Linked DNA regions of Mus musculus: region 2 is linked to region 1. A link is a contact called in public promoter capture Hi-C data. All regions are on one chromosome and are shown on one strand. Each heading gives the region's core, a stretch centred on a gene start, on an enhancer-like site or on the middle of the called end of the contact. The rest is flanking DNA. Distances are from core to core; before and after follow the strand shown.

What was found. Promoter capture Hi-C pulls out the DNA fragments that hold promoters and counts their contacts.
Region 2: a promoter capture Hi-C map of pre-B cells shows a contact between it and region 1, with 2.2 times the contacts expected there. The contact joins two enhancer-like sites. A contact is called at or near these places in 4 of 39 promoter capture datasets (cranial neural crest, embryonic stem cells, pre-B cells and 1 more).

Annotation. Positions count from the first base shown.
Region 1 is chr1:38,149,130-38,152,333 of GRCm38.p6, forward strand. All of the region lies in intron 3 of Gm5099 (predicted gene 5099), which reads left to right. Among named protein-coding and RNA genes, the nearest start is that of Gm5099, 19 kb to the left of the region's middle. Within about 2 kb of position 1,547, at least 13 of the 459 cell types and tissues checked have an H3K27ac peak or open chromatin away from gene starts, as enhancers often do. A contact at or near this core is called in pre-B cells, where this site is marked.
Region 2 is chr1:38,664,060-38,667,263 of GRCm38.p6, forward strand. No RefSeq gene overlaps it. Among named protein-coding and RNA genes, the nearest start is that of Gm34596, 35 kb to the left of the region's middle. Within about 2 kb of position 1,757, at least 106 of the 459 cell types and tissues checked have an H3K27ac peak or open chromatin away from gene starts, as enhancers often do. A contact at or near this core is called in pre-B cells, where this site is marked.

The DNA of each region.
Region 1 (3,204 bases), core at 297-2,796:
TGGCCAATGAGAGACAACCAGTGAGAGGCCCTGTTTCCCAAAAAGAATGGGTGGGATTTCAGGAGTAGCACCCAAGGTTGTCTTTGGGTTCCACAGACATGGACACATACTTACACCATATGCATATGCATACAAGTTCTTATAAGGTCTTAGTTTGTCTTATTTCCTTGCTAAATAAAAGATACTACTGATGGAGAAAATCCTCCTTGAGGTCAGGAGGAGGCACACACCTTTAATCCCAGCACTCAGGAGAAGGCAGGCAGATCTCTGAGTTCAAGGCCAGCCTGGTCTAAAGAGTGAGTTCCTGGACAGCCAGGGCTATAGAGAGAAACTCTGTCTCAAAAACCAAAGAAGGAAGGAAGGAGAGAGAGAGAGAGAGAGAGAGAGAGAGAGAGACAGAGACAGAGACAGAGACAGAGACAGAGAGACAGAGACAGAGAGAGACAGAGACAGAGAGACAGAGAGAGTCAGAGAGAGTCAGAGAGAGTCAGAGAGATATGAAGGAAGGGAGGAAGGAAGGGAGGAAGGAAGGAAGGAAGGAAGGAAGGAAGGAAGGAAGGAAGGAAGGAAGAAAGAGAGTTAGTTCTGTTTCCAGTATCATGAACTTCATGGAAAGAAGACACATCAAAGGTTAGGTGTGGTGGCTCATGCCTGTAATTCTAGTGCTCAGAAGGCTGAGACAGAAAGAGTGCAGCCAAATTCCAGGCCAGTCTGGACTGCATTTAAAAACCACCACCACCACTAACAACAACAACAACAACAACAACAATAAACCCAAACAAACAAAAAACAAAACCCTGCCTTAAAAACAAACAAACAAACAAACAAACAAAATCTTTGTTCTTTTCTTCCTCCCTAGTTGGTATATCTAAGCAAGCACAATTAATTTAGTTGTTTGAGTTGATTTGATTTCTAGAAATATTTTGTATTTCAAAGGTAAATTCCGGGTGTGTATCAGCATAACCTGCTTAATAACTTCCAATTTCTATTTTTGAAAATAAAGCATTTACAGATAAAATTAGGTCAGGCTTGTTTGAGGAACAGGGTAACCAACCTTGCATAGATTATAGAGCACAAGTGACTGTAATAGAGACTTGAGCAGCCGTGCAGAACCTTTGGGCAACGGACAGGAAACAGCTGGCTTTAGCGTTTTGCAGAGCCAATGATACTTGATAGAAAAATCAAACTGTTGCATGGAATGCTGGGAAGCTAGTTGAGAAATGCTTTGTTTCCCCCATCAACAAAAGTCTGTACACTGGCTGGGGAGACGGTGAGATGGCTCAGCGGTTAAGAGTACTGGCTGCTCTTCTAGAGGTCCTGAGTTCAATTCCCAGCAACCACAATGTGGCTCACAACTGTCTGTCATGGGATCTGATGCCCTCTTCTGGTGCATCTGAAGACAGCAACTGTGTACTTACATACATAAAATAAATAAATCTTAAAAAAAAAAAAAAGGAGTCAGTACACAAGAACTGAATGGAGACCCTGAGACCAGCCAGCTGAGGCATCCAGAACTTAGATGTGTGCCCACTGATGCCTAGCTCTTAGAGGAGGTGACTGTGTCTTAGTTACTGAACCAAAGGAAAGTCCTTTGAGATAAAGCTGACTTCATAGGGGGAAGAATAGAGCTTTTCAGAAGCTAGGGAGGACACGGCAGTGGGGAGTGGGGGTATAGAATGACTAACACATACAAAATCATAGCTCAGAGAAGCAAGTTCCGGGGTTCTATTACAGTTACATACTGGACTGAATAATGGTACTCAATTCTCAGTTTCAAAATAACTAGAGGAGTGGATTTCCGATGTTCCCATTACTGAGGAATGATAAATGGAGGCTGGAGAGATGCCTGAGCAGTTAAGAGTAAGTACTTACTGCTCTTTCAAAGGAGCTTAAGTTGCTTCCCAGCACCCACACGGGGCAGCTCACGGGGCAGCTCTACCTTTCACTCCTTCTGGTTTTCCACACTACCTGTAGTCAGGTGCGTATACAACCCTGTCACACACCGACATGTAATTAAAAATAAGTCAAAATTTTACAAAGGAAATGATAACGGTGCTGAAAATGCTAAATACTTGGTCATGATCATTTTTACGTTGTGTATGTGTACGTGCAAATATCACTCTGTACATCATTAATACCTATAATTGTGCCAATTAAAAACAAACTAAAAGAAAAGCAAATGGGCCTCAGATGAGTCTTGTGTAATTGTTCAATACTCCCTGAATTCAGATGGTTGATGAACAACAAGGGAAAAGGGATAATGTTAATTAGGTACCCCTGTTCGGGTGCCACCTTAGAGCTGTATTTAGGTCCCAGAAGGCTTCATGTTTATTTTCCTAGGCTAGAGGTCCAGGAACCTAGGACATAATTCATGGAAAGAGGATTTGATGCGAGAAAGTTTAGTACCAAGTTTCTGTGACATAGCGCACCACCCTCGGAATGTTCAAAGCCATTTTGTCAATCTGGGGACATTTTGGATGCTTCCCCTTTTAACACCATGAGATTTGTCTTCGTGTGGCACAGAATGTCACAAGCACGGGGGCTTTTGTTGTTGTTGCAGATGACTATAATTCCTCTTTGAAGGTTTTATGTCTCTCCCAAGCTTAGGTCTTTAATAAATATGCAAAATCACTCTTAAACCTTTATTCATTTTTTTTAAATAGCAAAACATCATCTACACATATTAGAATAGGCTCATGAGGAATCCCAACCCCTTAAGTTCCCAATTAAGAACCGGAGAGAAATACATAGCGAGAGGAACTTTAATAAATGCCAGAGCAAAAACAGGCCAGGTGCATTGTCGGTTTTCCCCCCGAGAAGGGAAATAAATATTGACTACCTGAATCTAAAGGACATAAAGCCATCCTAGTATAGAGAGCGGCTGCGGGCAGTACTGAAAGCAAAATGGAATCTGGATTAAGGATCATTGGGAAAAAGGAATCACAACTTTATTCATTGTCTGTGGTTTTGCATGAATCACCATCTATGCCCACGAGGCTGCTTTTCCTGGACAACACCAAAGTATCAGAAGGGCTGGTGCAAGGAATAATGATTCCCCGGTATGAAATCCACAGTGGGCTGCAACTCTTTCCAAACTCCGTGCTTTCAAGTGTATTGAACAGGAACAGGTGATGATTAGAAAAGTCAGCTCACACCTTGACGGGTTTGCTCCTTAGAATTCTTTATCAACAGAATTTTCTGTCC
Region 2 (3,204 bases), core at 507-3,006, 520 kb after region 1:
AGGAGGATTGTTGTGCTTTGAATGGACAACTCTGGGAAATGCACATCTAAACACGATGGCATGTTTTGTAATTTGTAACATTTGAGTAACAAGGAATCACATGTAGAAAAAAAAGCCCTTCGTTATACTAATTGTTTTCTTTGGTCTCTAAAAAAATATAGCTGCTGTGTTATTTGATATCGTGTGATGTGTGTTCCTGGATATGAATACTAGAGTGTGTGTGTGCATTTGTGTGTGTGTGTGTGTATACATAATGTTCCTTGTGTGAATACACGAGCTACACGGATAGTGTTGTTAACTGTTGCATTAAGTTACGTTTGCATGAGGGAGAGTGGCCTTAGGCTTCCCACAGTCTCCTTTGTGTAGGTCCTGAAGTCACCGGCAAGGCCACCCTCAGATCCTCCCTGGGACCTTGACTTGGGTTCTTTCATTGAGGTATAGCTGGTGACCTACATGAGGTTCAGACATATTGCCTAAGACCACTGGGCCCAATTGGCATCACAGATGTATGTGAGAACATGTTTACCTCTAGATTGTGTCTTCTTTGCATGCCACACATGCATACACACACACACACACACACACACACACACACACACACACACACACACACGTTATGACCTTCCCTGGTTATGTTCCACATCTGCCTGTCCCATTATCTAGCCATGCACCAGGTCACGATTCTCTCTATGGAGCAGGCTAGGAATGCTCTCAACTGTCGGGCCCTGAGGCGCCCGAGTGCACAGTCCTAGGCTTCACCCACAACTCCCGAAAGTACCGAGACACAGACCCACTTACCTCTCAACACACTCTTGGTTTTATTTTTTTCCTGTTCCAAATAAATTGTTCGGCTTCTCTCTTCTGTGTACGGATCCCTCCTCGCTGGCAAGCGTTCTGAATGGCACTTTCTGCACAAACAGGAAGAGCTTGTGTGGTCACCACCCAAGTGTGCAGGTGTTGATAGAGGATGTGAAAGTGTGGAGGCGACGGACTACGGCAGACACCCAGCCCCCTGCTCCTACCCGCCCCAGGGCAGACTGGTAACAGAGCCTGGACACACAGCTTGAGAGATCTCCTGACAAGAACATAGATTGAGATACACAGTCATGGTGGCCAGGGGCAAAGGTCTGTTTCACTCCCACCTAACCCTAAAAGGAATGTTGAAAAAACATCCTGGAACATTCTAGAATCCCGTATACTCTTACCAGGTACTGATCTTAGTAGGCTATTTAGCATCCTTTTTTTCCTCCTCTGTATGTGTGTGTGTGTGTGTGTGTGTGTGTGTGTGTGTGTGTACATGCATGTGTATATATAGGTGCCTGTGCATTTACGTGGAGGTCAGGCACATACATTTCTGTCAATAGACACCATGACCAAGGTAACTCTTATAAGGACAACATTTAATTGGGGCCGGCTTACAATTCAGAGGTTCAGTCCATTATCATCATGGCAGGAAGCATGGCAGCATCCAGGCAGGCAGGGTGCAGGAACTGCTGAGAGTTCTATATCTTCATCCAAAGAAAGCCAAGAGCAGACTGTCTTTCTGGCAGCTAGGAGAGGAGGGTCTCAAAGCCCACCCCCCACAGTGGCACTTCCTCCAACAAGGCCACACTCACTCCATCAAAGCCATACCCATTCCCACAAGGCCACACCCACACCTACTCCAACAAGGCCACACCACCTAATAGTGCCTCTTGCTAGGCCAAGCATAGTCAAACCATCACACATGTGGAGATCAGAGGCTGACGTCAGAGGCTGATGTCAGCTGTCTTCCTCAAGTGTTCTCTCTACTTTCCACACTGAAGCAAGGTCTCTGGTTGAGCTGGGGCTTAGGTTAGTCTAGCTAGCCAGGTTGCTCCAAAGTTTTCCATCTTCACCTCCCTCTTGCTTGGATTATAAGTAGGCCCCTATGCCCATTTGGCATTTATGTGGGTGCTGGGAATCTGAACTCTGTCCATTATAGTCACATGCCAAGTGCTTTGCCCTTTAGCCAACTCCCTGAAGCCAGATTTAGTTTCTTGTCAAAGCTCTCCCGGATCTCCAACTGCCTGGACATCTAAGAAACCAGGACTAAAACTTAATCTAGCCTCTAGAGTGTAATGGTTTCCTAGAACTTTCCAGAACAAAGGCTCACAGGGGAAGGAGAAACAGTACCAGTGGAAAAATATAAAGATGTGAGAATATACTCCCTGAAGGTTTCAGCTCCTTATCTCCCATGCATCCGTCGGGGCTGGGCCTTCTTGTCTATCCTGCTGTCCCCTGCACACTCATTCGTCTTGACATTCTCCTGCTAACAGGGAGATTTCCAGAGGACAGGTAACTGTGCTGTCTGTCTGCTCATTCTCCTTTCTCCACAGTGTTTGATACTAGGGAGCATTTCCTCTCTTCTGGAACTTTCCCTTTGGCCACCATGACTCCACATTCTCCTGGCTTCTGTCAGGCCATTTTTCTCTCTCTCTGGCAGACTTCCATTCCTCAGCGACAATCTTGATTTGTGCTCTTCCCAGGCCCGGTTCTCCAGGCTCTTGGTTTATGTTCTCCATGGGTGGCCCCATAGAGTCTCTCCATGTTCCTTGCCAAGCCAGTGTCTGGCTGTTTACAAGTCTCTGCTGTTCTTCCTGAATGTCTCCCAGGAACCTCAGGATCAATGGATCAGAATGAGACTCTGCCCTCTCCATTCCTCACCCCTCATCACACAGCCTGTGAACCCTTCCCACTGTGTCCCCTCCTTGCCCCTCATCGCCCCTCTTCCTGCGTCTATGTCTGCCTTCTGCTAACCCAGCTTCCTCCCTTTTCACACCGAGTTTTCTTTATTTGAGCGCAGCCTTCTTTATGTATATATTGGATGGAATCCAGGGTCTAACTAGAGACTCCCCTGTCCCGTTACATAGTGTTACAGTTCTGCCGTCAGCCGTGCGGATTCCCTGGGCAGAAGTAAACCTTTCTCCTGTTCCCAAACCAAAACTGAAGAATTCGCCTGGATTCGTCCCTTTCCCTAAAAGCCTTCAACCTGTAATCAAAAAGTCAGTTCCATCTCTGAAACCACTCTGAGTGACTCCTCTCCTCTCTTCCTATACCTAGACCCTCACTTCAGGTCTCCTGTTCACTGCCTCGATCCCCAGGAGTATGCATGCCCTCAGTCTATAGGATAGGTTAGGTAGGTCACTGAGGAGTAGGACACTTGAGTGTGTGTCTACTACTACC